Regions from separate parts of the Mus musculus genome. Here region 2 is linked to region 1. A link is a contact called in public HiChIP or PLAC-seq data. All regions are on one chromosome and are shown on one strand. The core of a region is the stretch at or near the end of the contact, and the rest is flanking DNA. Distances in the headings are between cores, read along the strand shown.

Evidence for each region. HiChIP or PLAC-seq counts read pairs in DNA pulled down with a chosen protein or histone mark.
Region 2: a contact with region 1 is called in an H3K27ac HiChIP or PLAC-seq map of embryonic stem cells, with 7 read pairs. The contact joins two enhancer-like sites. A contact is called at or near these places in 3 of 39 promoter capture datasets (the 3T3-L1 cell line, the C10 cell line and pre-B cells), 1 of 484 Hi-C or Micro-C datasets (embryonic stem cells), 1 of 115 datasets of contacts at active chromatin or transcription factors (embryonic stem cells) and 2 of 9 other capture datasets (adipose tissue and liver).

Annotation. Positions count from the first base shown.
Region 1 is chr7:38,028,284-38,034,547 of GRCm38.p6, forward strand. It overlaps Gm30684 (a long non-coding RNA gene), which reads right to left. Exons shown (of 7, transcript XR_003946753.1): 7 at 4,873-4,956. Among named protein-coding and RNA genes, the nearest start is that of Uri1, 12 kb to the left of the region's middle. Within about 2 kb of position 2,663, at least 40 of the 459 cell types and tissues checked have an H3K27ac peak or open chromatin away from gene starts, as enhancers often do. A contact at or near this core is called in embryonic stem cells, where this site is marked.
Region 2 is chr7:38,240,122-38,246,385 of GRCm38.p6, forward strand. No RefSeq gene overlaps it. Among named protein-coding and RNA genes, the nearest start is that of Plekhf1, 15 kb to the left of the region's middle. Within about 2 kb of position 2,755, at least 8 of the 459 cell types and tissues checked have an H3K27ac peak or open chromatin away from gene starts, as enhancers often do. A contact at or near this core is called in embryonic stem cells, where this site is marked.

The DNA.
Region 1 (6,264 bases), core at 1,413-3,912:
CTGTCTATTTATGCCTCTTTCCTCCCTCCTCCTCCTCTCCTCCTCCTTTCTCCTCCTCTCTCCTCCTCTCCACCCCCCCCCCCCTGCTCTGCCTTGCTTCTATTTTATGGACCACATGTTCCAGTGTCATGTCTGCCTGCCTGCTGCCATTCTCCCAATCATGATGGTCATGGACTCTAACCCTCTGAAACTGTAACAAGCCCCCAACTAAATGCTTAAATCACCTTGGTCATGGTGTCTCATAACAGCAATAGAAAAGTAACTAAGACACGCAATCTGCCAATTACTATCTTTCAATGAGTATGCTTAGATCTTTTCTACTTTACATCAGCTTGGAGCTTGTGACCAAAATACCTGAAAGAAGAAATTTAAGGGGAGTCAGGTTTATCTGGGTCTGTTCCAGAGTCACTTGGCACCATGCACTTGGGTAAACACTAAAGTGTGTGGCAGAGGGAACTGTTCACTTTGTGACCATCAGGAAGCAGAGGACATGGAAGGAACAGGCAGGGATAATATACCCCCAAGAACTCTCTCACCCCCAGTGACCTACTTCCTCTAGCTGCTTCCCAAAACCTAGGTTTACCGAACCTCCCATAAATAAAACCACCATTTAAGGACCAAGCGTTCATAAGCCTATGGGAGACACTTCATATCCTAATCATAACACACTCAGTACGAACACCCAGTGATCAGTTTTGAATCCCCCATCCACATGGCGCTTTTCCACTTGTTTTAGTGTTTGGTTCTATTTTCTTTTGATTCCCCTTAGCTTTTGGGTACTTCCTTTATTAGTTAAGCTTCCTTATATTAGTTTTTAAGTTTCTTTATTAGCACCTTATTGTTTATTCCTTTTCTTAAATATTTGCAGGGTTTTGTCAGTTTGTTGTCTTTGTTTCTATTTGAGCAAGGTGTAACTATGTAACCCTCGCTGTCCTTGAACTCACAGTGAACTGCCTGCCTAGAAATGCTGGGATACTAGAACAGACACCGCCCCCTCCCCTCTGTGGTTTGCATTAGAAATGTGCAAAATAGGCTCATATACATAGTAGCACTATTTGAAGGCTTTGGGAGGTGTTGTCTTCCTAGAGGAAGAAGTTGAAGTCGTTGCTAGGGAGAGCTTTGGGAGTTTATAAGCCTACCCCACTTCCAGTTCCTTCTCTCTGTCTCTGTCGTCGGCAGCCTTGAGAGATCTCTCTGTGTCCTTCTGGCCACATGCTGCCATGCCTCCCTCACCATGATTGGATCTTATTTATCCCTCCTGAACTGTAAGCCAAATCTTCTTTCTGTGAGTTGCATTGGTCCTGGTGTTTTACCACAGCAACAAAAAGTAACTAATACAAGGTCACAAGTATATTTCTAATTAATTACAGTCTGTCCTCAAATAATATCGTATCATTATTTCACTGGAATGAGAAAGCCTTACAGCATTGTCCTCTGAATTTCTCCTGCCCATATTCAGTACTACCATATATTTATTTAATAACTATTGTTATCATACATTTTATTTTAATAGTAAACTATAAACTCTCAATAAATAGCCACTATTGTTTAACTAGAGGTAGTCAGTTATCATCTAGGTAATTATTTAAAAACAAAACTACTTTTATATAAACCTTCCACTTTACCTTTCCTACAAATATCTATTACCTTGTATAGAGCCAATATTCTGTTTGGCGAATCTGTAGGTTTCCTAACACTAAATATGTGTTACCTTCCCACAACAATACTCACATATCAGCCAGTTCAGTTCTGATATTCCAGAAGAGCAGTGTGTATTTCTAACCACTGAATCATCTCTCTGGTCCTTGTTTTCTTATCTTTTCAGACAGGGCACCACTATGCGGTGCAAATTGCCCTGAGACTCACTATGTAGCCCAAGAGGACTTTACACTCCTCCGGGCTCAACCCCCCTGAGTGCTAGGGTTAGAGGCAAGAGCCATAAACCCATCTGATGGTGTTTTATCTGATCCTGTGAAAATGGCTGCTGTGACTTGGGTGTGTCCCTCATAAATTCAAGTGTCAAAAACTTAATCTCCAAATCCCCAGGCTAATGATATTTGGAAGAGAGCCTTTAGGAAATAATTGGGATAAAATAAACTAGTGAGGGTGAGGCCCCCCCATCATAGCAGGCTTTCTCAGAAGAGAGCTGAGCCAAACCTCACTTGGATGGAGGAAGAAAAGGAGAAGGTCTGTCTTATGTGAACTTTTCTTGGGGAGATGCTGACAGATGTCTAATCACCCACACAAATAGAGAGCCAAGGAAAGACATTGTGGGTCTCCCTTCTCCCTGGGGTGATTGGTCACTGGCCCACAATGACAAAGGGAGCAGAGTCAACAAACAGGGTTTCAGACAGCCAGTGTGTATGACATTCCGGATCAGCTTAAGGGAGACAGATCAACTTTACTGGGCGGCATGAATCAAGGGTTTAAAGTTTTAGGGAAGGGGGTAAGAATATCCAGGGTGGACAAAGGTCATTGGCTGAAGGCTAGGGTATTGAGATGCCTCACTGGGGAGGCATTCCAGGAATCTCAGGTGCTTGCTGAGCAGGTTTCTTATCTGGAGAAAGAAAGCGGAACCTGTAATCTCACCGAGGATGTATGACCTTCTACAGATAAAGGGTAGGGGGTTTCCGAGATCCCCAGACAAGGTCAGAAAAGGAGAAGCCCGGCTGACAAAGGAAGTACACCATTTTGCACCAAGCTCAGGGCTTTCTGGTAATGTCAGACTTCCACCTTAGCAGCCAGGTTTCCCAACAGACACGAATAAGGATTCTATCAAAAAGGGGAATACTGTGGGGCACACTGTGACACACTACAGCTTCCACAACGAGATCTGTTTTTCTCCCTTAGTGGGGGAGGTTGCAAGGGTGGAGGGTAGGCGTGAGGAGAAGGGGAGATGAGTGGGATTGGGGTACGTGATATGAAATTCACAAAGAACTAATACAAAGTTGTTGGTTGGTTTGTTTGTTTTAAAGAATTCTATCAAAGGCTAACTTGGTGAAGCAATGAATCTTTTGGACTTTTTTACAGTTGTACGGGTGAGGGGTTATCAACAAGAGTGTGGGTGAACTGTATCACCAAAAACACCACCGCAGCATGAGGAGCGCACAAAAACTCCAGGCAGCTGGACTGGTCAGAGTCTCCTCCAGGCAGCTCAGCTGATGTGAGACTCTCCAAGACCCTTGTGTGGTACTCTTCCTAGGGAGACAAGAACAAAAGTTTACCCAGCTCAGATGGGGACATGACAACAGATGTATGGGATTTCTTAGACTGGCTTACCTTCTGTGGACAGAGTAGCCCAACGATGGCTGGCTATCTCACTACAGAATAGCTAAGAATCCAATAGTTTTTCAGGTCCAGTGGCTGGATGTCTCTGCAGCCCAAATCTGCTGCTGGAGTCCTGAAAGAATTCCTGGAGCTCTTCTGGTCTTCAATCTACCCTGGAATCCTGAAGAAGTTAGATTTCTTACTACAGCAACAGGATAGAGGAACTTCCCACCAAGAGTGGCAGTCCATAGAAAAGTTTTGAACTCAGAGAAAATTGTTAACACACTTCCTCTGCCTCCCAAAGCCATGTACTGAGGCATTGAGGTCTTCACCGATGCCCACATTATACTGTTGAAATGTGAATTTGAATTCACAAAGTGTCCAGAAATGTGAATTCTAAAAAAACAAAAACAAACAAAAAACAACCAACAAAACAAAACTTCATTTTCTATAAGTTCTTCAGTCTCGGGTAATTTGAAGTAGCAACAGAACCTGGACAAACACAGTGGGTAGCCAACTCCTCATGTCTGTACCAGTATAGAACCTTCTCTGGACTATTTGTTTGGTCTCCCCTAATCTTTCTCATAATTGGTGCTGGTAATCCAGGGAGACTCTCCTAGAGTCAGCAGGACCCAGAGTTCTGGATTCCTATGCTAGCCCCACTCAGACTCTAACAATTCGCTTTACAAATATATTTTTAAGGGGGCTGGAGAGATGGCTCAGCTCTTTCAGAGGTCCTGAGTTCAATTCTCAGCAACCACATGATAGCTCACAACCATCTGTAATGGGATCTAATGCCCTCTTCTAGCACTCAGGACATACAGATAGAGTATTCATATATATATACTGGCTATTATGTTTCTTGCTTGCATGGTGCCTGTAGTCTCTCATGACATCATAGGTAAAGTAGTGCCAGACCTGTTCCTCTTTAGGGACACCTGGTCTTCAGATTTTGTGCCATTTGGTTGCCAAGAAGTTTCCACTTGCCACTAAGGTCAAGAAAAGGTTGATTTTATAGCTTCCCCATCACTTTCTTTCTGTTAAGGTAAGAGAAATGCACTAGTCACTTGGAAAATGAAGAGCTATGGAAAGTTTCCAAGAGTCATTTTTATTTCATAACATCAAAATTGGCATCCTTGGGCTGGAGAGATGGCTTAGTGGTTTTTCTTGTAAAGGACCCATGTTTGACTCCCAGAACCCAAATGGTGACTCACAACTATCTGTAACTCCAATTCCAGGAGATCTAATACCCCTTCTGGCCTTCTTGGGCATCAAGCATACTCGTGGTACGCAGATACATATGGAGGCATAATAGTTATATGCGTAAAATATAAAGTGAAAACAAATCTAAAGAATTATTTTAATCACATCTTTTCAGAACATCGCTAATGTTTAACATCATCCAAAAAGTCTTTAAATATTGAGAGTCTGTCAAGCTTATAGTGGCAGATAAAAGGGTCCCCTAAATTGTAATGCTCGAGAGCTTGCGTTTTGTCATCAGTGACAGGTACTGGCAGTTGTTCTCCTGGGAGTGACAGGCTCATTTTGTTCATCTTTTTTAAAAAAATGTCTGTTAAATACCAGTGATGATTAATCTTGTTTGTTGACCTGCCTGGATTTCAGTTCATGTAGGAGATGGTAAGTCACACCTCTGGAGGGGTTTGTGAGGTTATTTCCAGAGAGGAGGAGCTGTAGAGAAAAAAAAAAAAAACATACCTTGAGCGTGGGTAGCATCATCCAAAGAAAATGAAAAGAATGTTTTAGCTTGATCATCTGTTGCTGTGACAAACACCATGAGCAAAAGCACTTGGGGAGAAAAGTGAGCCTTTCACTTCATCCTAGTCTATTCTTGAGAGAAGCCATGGCAGGAACTCAGGCAGAAACCTTGAAGGAACTCTGCTCAATGGCTTGTGCTCAGCTAGCTTTCTTATAGGGTCCAGACCCAACCGCCTAGGGGATAGCTCTGCCCACAGTGGGCTGAGCCCTCCCAAACCAATCAGAATCAAGACAATCTCTCATAGGCCTGGTCACAGGCCAGTCTGAGCTGGATTATCCTTCACTTGAAGTTCTCTCTCCCCAGATTCCAGGTTGTATCGAGGTGATTATAAAAACTAACCAGTACAAGGAGGAAAGCGGGAGCGCCAGTGCCCTGCATATCACGATGTAAGTTGCTGAGCTCTGCCATGCCCTCCCTGCCACGATGACCTCAGACACCAGAAGTCCAAACAAACCTTTCTTCCTTTAAGTTGTTCCTGTCGGATGTTTGGTCACAGCAATAATAAAAGTACAATGCTTATATTTGAAAGACCACAGCTCCACAGACCAGCTCTTTCAAGTAGAATCATATGGGGGAAGGGACTAGCAAGAGGGTTCAGCAGTTAAGGGTACATGCTGCTCTTGCAGAGGACACTGGTTCAGTTATCAGTGGCCTCATGGTGGCTCACAACCATCTGCAACTCCAGTTCCAGGGGATCTGACATTCTCTCCTGACCTCTCTGGGCATTGCACATGTAAACAGTACACTTACATGCAGGTAAAACACGTAAAATAAAATAACAGCTGGGGATATAGCTACATGGTAGAGTACCTGCCTACACAGCCCTAGGATCATTTCCTAGCACCCGGGGAAAAATATAATAAAAAATAATATTTTTACCAGTGTGGTGGTGTACACCTTTAATCCCAGCACTCAAGAGACAGAGACAGGTGGATCTCTGTAAGTTCCAATACTGCCAGGGCTACATAGTGAGACCCTGACTCAGATAAATGTCACATGGACATCTCAAGGGTCTGTCTTTGTTAGTGATGCTCTGAAGAAAAAGCTTATGAGTGACTGATGAAGAAGTCAATGACGAGATTGCAAGGTGTCTTAGACCATTGATGCCAACATCTTGCCCATATCTGATTCCTTGGAACCATCACACACATAGCACAGTTACTAACAGGAGTTCACTAAGAAAATGAATTCTTAGTATTATCATAAGCAATTATAAAAGC
Region 2 (6,264 bases), core at 1,505-4,004, 210 kb after region 1:
TTGTTAAGTTCAATGCTCGGAGAAGCAAACATCAACTCATCATGTAATGCTTAATTTGTGCAGTAAAGTATGAACCTGGGAAAATATTTTATTTATCTCTGTGTATATTTATGTGAATGGATGTATGCATTCATTTTCATGGCTATACTGGAGGCCAGCAAGCTCTAGCTATTTTCCTATCTCTTTCTCCAACTCCCCTGTTGAGGTTCTAGACAAGAGAAGGATTCCTGGTGTGGGTTTGAATGGAATGGCCCCATAGGCTCATATATTTGAATACTTGGTCACAGTTGGGGAAGAAACTGTTTTTAAAGGATTTAGAGGTGTGGCCTTGTTGGAGAAGGTGTGACAACTGGGGGTGGGCTTTGAGGTTTCAAAAGCCTATACCACTCCCAGTTAGCTTTCTCTGCCTCCTGCTTATGGGTGAAGATGTAAGCCCTCAGTTACCGCTCAGCGCCATGCCTGCTTGCCTGCCTGCTTGCCTGTTGCTCTGCTCCCTGCTATGATGGTAATGGTCTCATCTCTGAAACACTAAATCTCCAAATCAAACTCCAAATCAAACGCTTTGTTTTATAACTTGTCTGCGTCACAATGTTTAGCAATAGAGAATTAATTTAGGCACCTGGCTCGTTACATAGGTGCAGGGATCCAAACTTTTGGATCTTATGATTGCATGGCAAGTGTCCTTAACTACCAAGCCATCTTTCCAGCCTTTTCTTGTCATCTATAATGTCTTGAATGGTGATAATGTAAAACACAGCTCTTGGTTCAAAAGGAAAGAGTTGTAGTTTGTTCTGAGCCAAATACTAGTGTCCTTGGCCCAAAAGCATAGATTCAAGTTAGCCTGAAAGGCGTATTCCCTAAGGGAAGTGTCTGTCTAAACCATTTAATTCTGATTCAAGGCTGTAGACTCAGAGATAAACCATCATCTTAAACCTGAAGTCTCCTTAAATTCTAGGAAAGACAAACCCGGCAAACCTGGACAATTATCCACAACAATAGGGAGGCTGCACCTTGGGCCAGAGGTAATCACCTTCCAGGATCCAGAACAATCCCCGGAAGGCTTGACAAGATGGTAGCAATCAGGAGATAAGGATTTGTTCAAATCTGGTAGAACCAGAGCTGAAGCAAGATCAAGCAGACCATACCCTCCTTGGACCAGTTAACCAGGCAGTGCTCTGCCCTAGGTCCTTTTGTGTTTAAGCCCAATGCTCACAGCAATACCTTGAAGATGGATGCTGCATTTTTTTTCACCTCTTTATCTGTTCTCCCCAAGGTAGCCCTGCTGAAGACGTTTCTTCTCTCTGCTTTTCAAAATTGCTTTGTCTTTAAGACTTTTCACATTTCTATATTTATTGCATGTATGTTTGCACACGTGCATGTGTGTAAGCATGCCCACGCCATAGCTACACATGGAGATCGTGAACAACTTGTAGGAGTCAGTTTTCTCCTTCTACCACAGGGGTTCCAAGGATTGCACTAAAGGCTTCAGGGTCCGTGGCAAGCGCTTTGACGTGTTGTGGTTGTTTAGATGGCATATGTCCTTCCTAGGCTCCTGTGTTTGGACACTGTGTTTCAGTTGGTGGCATTGTTTTGGGGGAGATTATAAAGCTTTTAGGGGTAAGGCTTAGGAGAGAGAGTACATCAAGTGGGTGGGCCTTATTAACCCCACCACTGGTTTGACATCTCTGCTCCCTTTGTGCTGTTGTGATCTTTTAGCCCCATGATCCAGGCACTGGCTGCCACTTCTCTGCCATTATGGCACTCTTCCTCTGGAAGCCAAAATAAGCTTTCTTCCTTTCACTGTTTTTGATCATGGCCCTGCGGGATTCCATCCCTTCATAATCACAGAGTTCTTGTCAGTCATTCAGTTTGTAGGACTTAACAGGTGACAAGTCCCCACAAGCTAAGCCCAGCCATGACTCCCCAGTGGGCCCTTTCAAGAGACAGGTAATAGTGAAAAACAGGGAAAGGAGAATAAACTTAGCATGACACACTGGGCAGAGAAACAGATCAGTGACTCCTGGGCCCAAATTCCAGGATTCCTGAAGTGAGACTGAGTTTTAAATAGAGATTTAGAAGCATGTGTACCTTAGTAGTCTGGTCAGGAATCCCACCTACCATGGCTTATTACTACCTCATTTTCAATTCCTGCAGGGTGGTCTCACATGTTGTTGGAACTGAGTAAAGCTCTTCTTATGAGACAAATTCAACTTCTGTTGGTCCCAGCTTTGGTCTTTGCTTCTTCCAATTCCTTCAAGATGACACTCTTGCGAAAATTTGAATTTCTTGCAAGGTTCTGTTTTAATACCTGGTAGCCAAAGGGAGGAGCGTGCATGACTCTCTGGACTGTCTCCGTTCCTGCCTAGCCTGGGACTCCCTATGTAGATCGTATCCTGACCTTGAACTCAAAGAGATCTGCCAGTCTAGGCCTCCTGAGTGCTGGGAGTAAAAAAAACAAGAGCCATTTGGCCAGGCCCCATTCCATTCTTGTCTTCTGGTATCCATCCCTGTTCCTTCCCACCTCCACCCTCACCCCTGCTTAGTTTGGGCTGCTCTAATTTACTTCCTGTTTCTCTATCTCAGCCATTTTCCTTTTGATCCTTTGTTTGGTTGGAGTCAATGTCTTACTGTGCAGCCCAGGCTGGTCTCCAACTGAGGGTCTTCCTTGCCTCAGCCTCCTACATTCGGGGATTGACAGGCCTACCGCCACACTCAGTTCCATCTCAGCTGTTTTGAGGCAGCTGCAATCTCTTTTTGCTTTTATCTTTATCTCTTATACAGATCCAGGATGGCCATGGATAGGATAGTCCTAGCCCCAGACAGTAAAGCTCTTTCGCCTAGAAAGCTAGGAGGAGAGGGTCCTCCTGAGAGAAAATGCCACAGGCCTGTAATCCTAGCTAACTAGGAGGTTAAGGCAGGAGGATCAAAGGTTCAAGACTCAAGCAACAGAGTGGTTTAAGGGCAGCCCTGGAGCAACTTGTCAAGATCTTGTTGCAAAATGAAGCATGCATGAAACTCTGAATTTCATTTCCGGGCTGGAGAGATGGCTCAGCGGTTAAGAGTACTGACTGCTCTTCTAGAGTTCCTGAGTTCAAATCCCAGCAACCACATGGCGGTCCACAACTATCCGTAATGAGATCTGACACCCTCTTCTGGTGTGTCTGAAGACAGCTACATTACAATAATAAATAAATAAATCTTTAAAAAAAAAGATTTCATTCCCAACACTGCCAACAAACCTCTGAGAGGGCAGCCCCCAGTCCCTGTAGGATGAATGAGTTGAAGCTACCCAGGGAATGGGGATGGCTTTTGGGCAAGAGAGGAGAGAGCTTGTGAGGTGGGATTCCTACACCTGTCTCCATAGCTCTCTGCTGTAAACATCTCATTTCTGCATACATGCCGCCCCCATCCCCCCACTTCATTTAATGATGTTAATCTCTGTTCAACTAGAGGACTGCCCATGGATTCCCATAGAGCACCCATGTGTACACAGGTGGACAGCCTCTGGGGCCCGAGGACTTTCACCGCCCCAGTGAGAGGATTCTGGGAATGCTCATCTTGCACTGACTGCCGGGAGAAATCATCTAATCACATCCTGGGCTGATTTGAGGCACTCATGTGGACCGAATGCATCCCTACAGCCCAGGAATGGCTTTATGAGGCAGCGGCCAGGTCTCGTCAAGTCCTAATGTTTAATTAAAAACAAACTCCCAAGTAATTAATTTTTCATTACTATAATTTATTTATTTATTTATTTATTTATTTATTTATTTATTTATTTATTTATTTATTTATTTATTGTTACTTTGGCATAGAACCTTCAGTCACTCTCATATGCCGGGTCTAGGTTTAAAAAACTAGCAACAGTAAGAAATGTATGAGACCCTGGCCTGCTTCTACTCACCAGGTAAGAAGGATCAAAGTGGACAATGGAGCTATCTGGTCTGGGGTGCCTGTCACTCGGAGTATGCAGGAAGAGTGTCAGGGCATGGGTTGGTTACAAAGAGTGGCTGTGAGTGGGTGACACCACTGAGGAGCACAGACTCTAAGGTCGTGGCGTCATTTGTAAGTTTTGCTCCTGCCTGACTCATAAACTCCCTTGCCAAGGCAGGCCACAAAATAGAATTTCTTTTCCATAGACAGGCCATAGACACTCTGTGTTAGGAGATTGCCTTGATGAAACCTCCCAGCCCATCGTTGGTCCATTCTAGATTATAACACCTTCTCATCTCACAGCATCCTCTTATCTCTCACTCATTATTTGGCTCATCACTAAGCCCAGACTGGCTTTGAACTCATAATCTTCCTGCTTCAGTCTCCTGAGTGCTGGGATTGTAGTACCATCCTTGGATAACCAGGCAGTATTGGATGAAAAAAATTCTTAGTTTTAAAGTTGGGTTGTGTTATGTGGGACTTAATAACTCTAATAGTTCTAAATATGACCAGGCCAGCCCCCCAATAATTGAGATAGTCCTATGGATTTATTTAATCAGCTTTAGCATAATTACTAGGAGATTACCTGTAAACTGTTTTCTTCCGCTAGACAGCCTGTTTCTCAGCTGTGCTACCCAAGTTACTTGCTGTTTGAATGTTCTCTGGTCTCCCCTTTTCCCGCTACTCTGCCCTCAAGGGGCACTTCCCTTGGCCACCTGCTCCTGGTCCATCTGGTCTAATGGAAACCTCCTTCTCCCTCTGCCTTCTCTCTCCTCTCTCCTTTTTTCTTTCTCCTCTTGGTCCCTACCTGTACCCCTAGCCCCAGCACAGTAACCATAGCCCCACCTACCTCTAGTCTGCCCAGTAATTGGCTGTCTGCCGTTTTACTTAACCAGTCAGAGAAGACTAGGGAGCAAAGTTTACGTGACAACATTTGGTGTACATGAAAATGTGCTTGTCAGGGTGTTAGCTGGGTCTTGGTGGCCACTATTAATTAGTATGTGAACACAGAACAGCACCAGATTGACCCCCAACAGAGTTGTGCTTTTTTTTTTTTTTTTGGCAAACTACAAATGCACACAAGGACTATTGGCTGTATTTGTATCCTCCTCTCTGGTGCTCTCTTTGGTAGGTCAGTAGAGGGGCTGTCTTAATCACTTTTCCTGCTGCTATGACAAAATTCCCTGAAAGAAAAAAAGTTAAGCCAAAAAAAAAAGGGACATATTTTGGGTCATAGTTTAAAGGTTCAGTCCATCACGGTGCGAAGTCACAGTAGCAGGGACTTGAGATGGCGAGTCAAGAAACAGAACAGTGAATGCCCGTGCTCAGAAAGCTTCCTCACTTTTTTTTTTCCATTTTTTATTAGGTATTGCTTCCTCACTTTTATACCAAGGCCAGAAGACTGTGATGGGTGAGCCTTGACACGTCAATTAGCATAGTCCATATACTTCTTCACAAACCTTTGCAGAGGTTAAGTCATCTCTCCCAGGCACATCTGCAGGCTTGTCTTGGGTTAGTGCAGACCTCGTCAAGCTGACAAAGAACACTATCACAGGCTCACGCTCCCTCAGAAAGACCCTGCTGAAGGAACCGTGCCACGCAGAACATGGCCAGTGGATGAGCAAAGGGAACTGTAGAAGCTATGTTCTTGTTCTTTCTCCCAGCCCCATGCTCCCAGAAATAAGACTCAGACACAAAATATATTCAGAAATACCTTGGCCATATTGCTAGGCTCTACTTTGACTAGATCATAACGTAAAATAATCTATTTATTTTAATCTACATTCTGCCACGTGGCTGGTTTTCTGTGCTGAGGTAACAAGTGTCTGTCTCCGCACATCTTCCTGGGTGGATGCCCTGCCTGCACTTCCCAGAATCCTTTCTGCCTTTTGGATGTCTCACCTCCTCTTTCCTACCTAAGCCATAGGCCATCAGATTTATTATTGATAGGTGCCACATGGCTTGTTGGAAACAAGTGTGTCACAGTGGGGGGTGGCTTTGAGGTCTCCTTTGCTCAAGCTATGCCCAGTGTGGAATCTGCTCTTCTTGCTGCCTGTGTATGAAGAGGTAGATATCTTGGCTCCTCTAGCACCATGACTGCATGGATGCTGCCATGTTTCCCACCATGATGATAGTGGACTAAACCTCTGACACTATGCCAGCCCCAATTAGATGCTTTCTTTTATAAGAGTTGCTGTGGTTATGGTGTCTCTTCACAGCAATGAAATCCTAACCAAGTCAGGGAGGTTGTGGCCTAATCAAGTACATGGATCACTCCAGGATGGGGAGTGTGACTTGAAGGCTATCCACTCTTGGTGCTGACTTGAGATC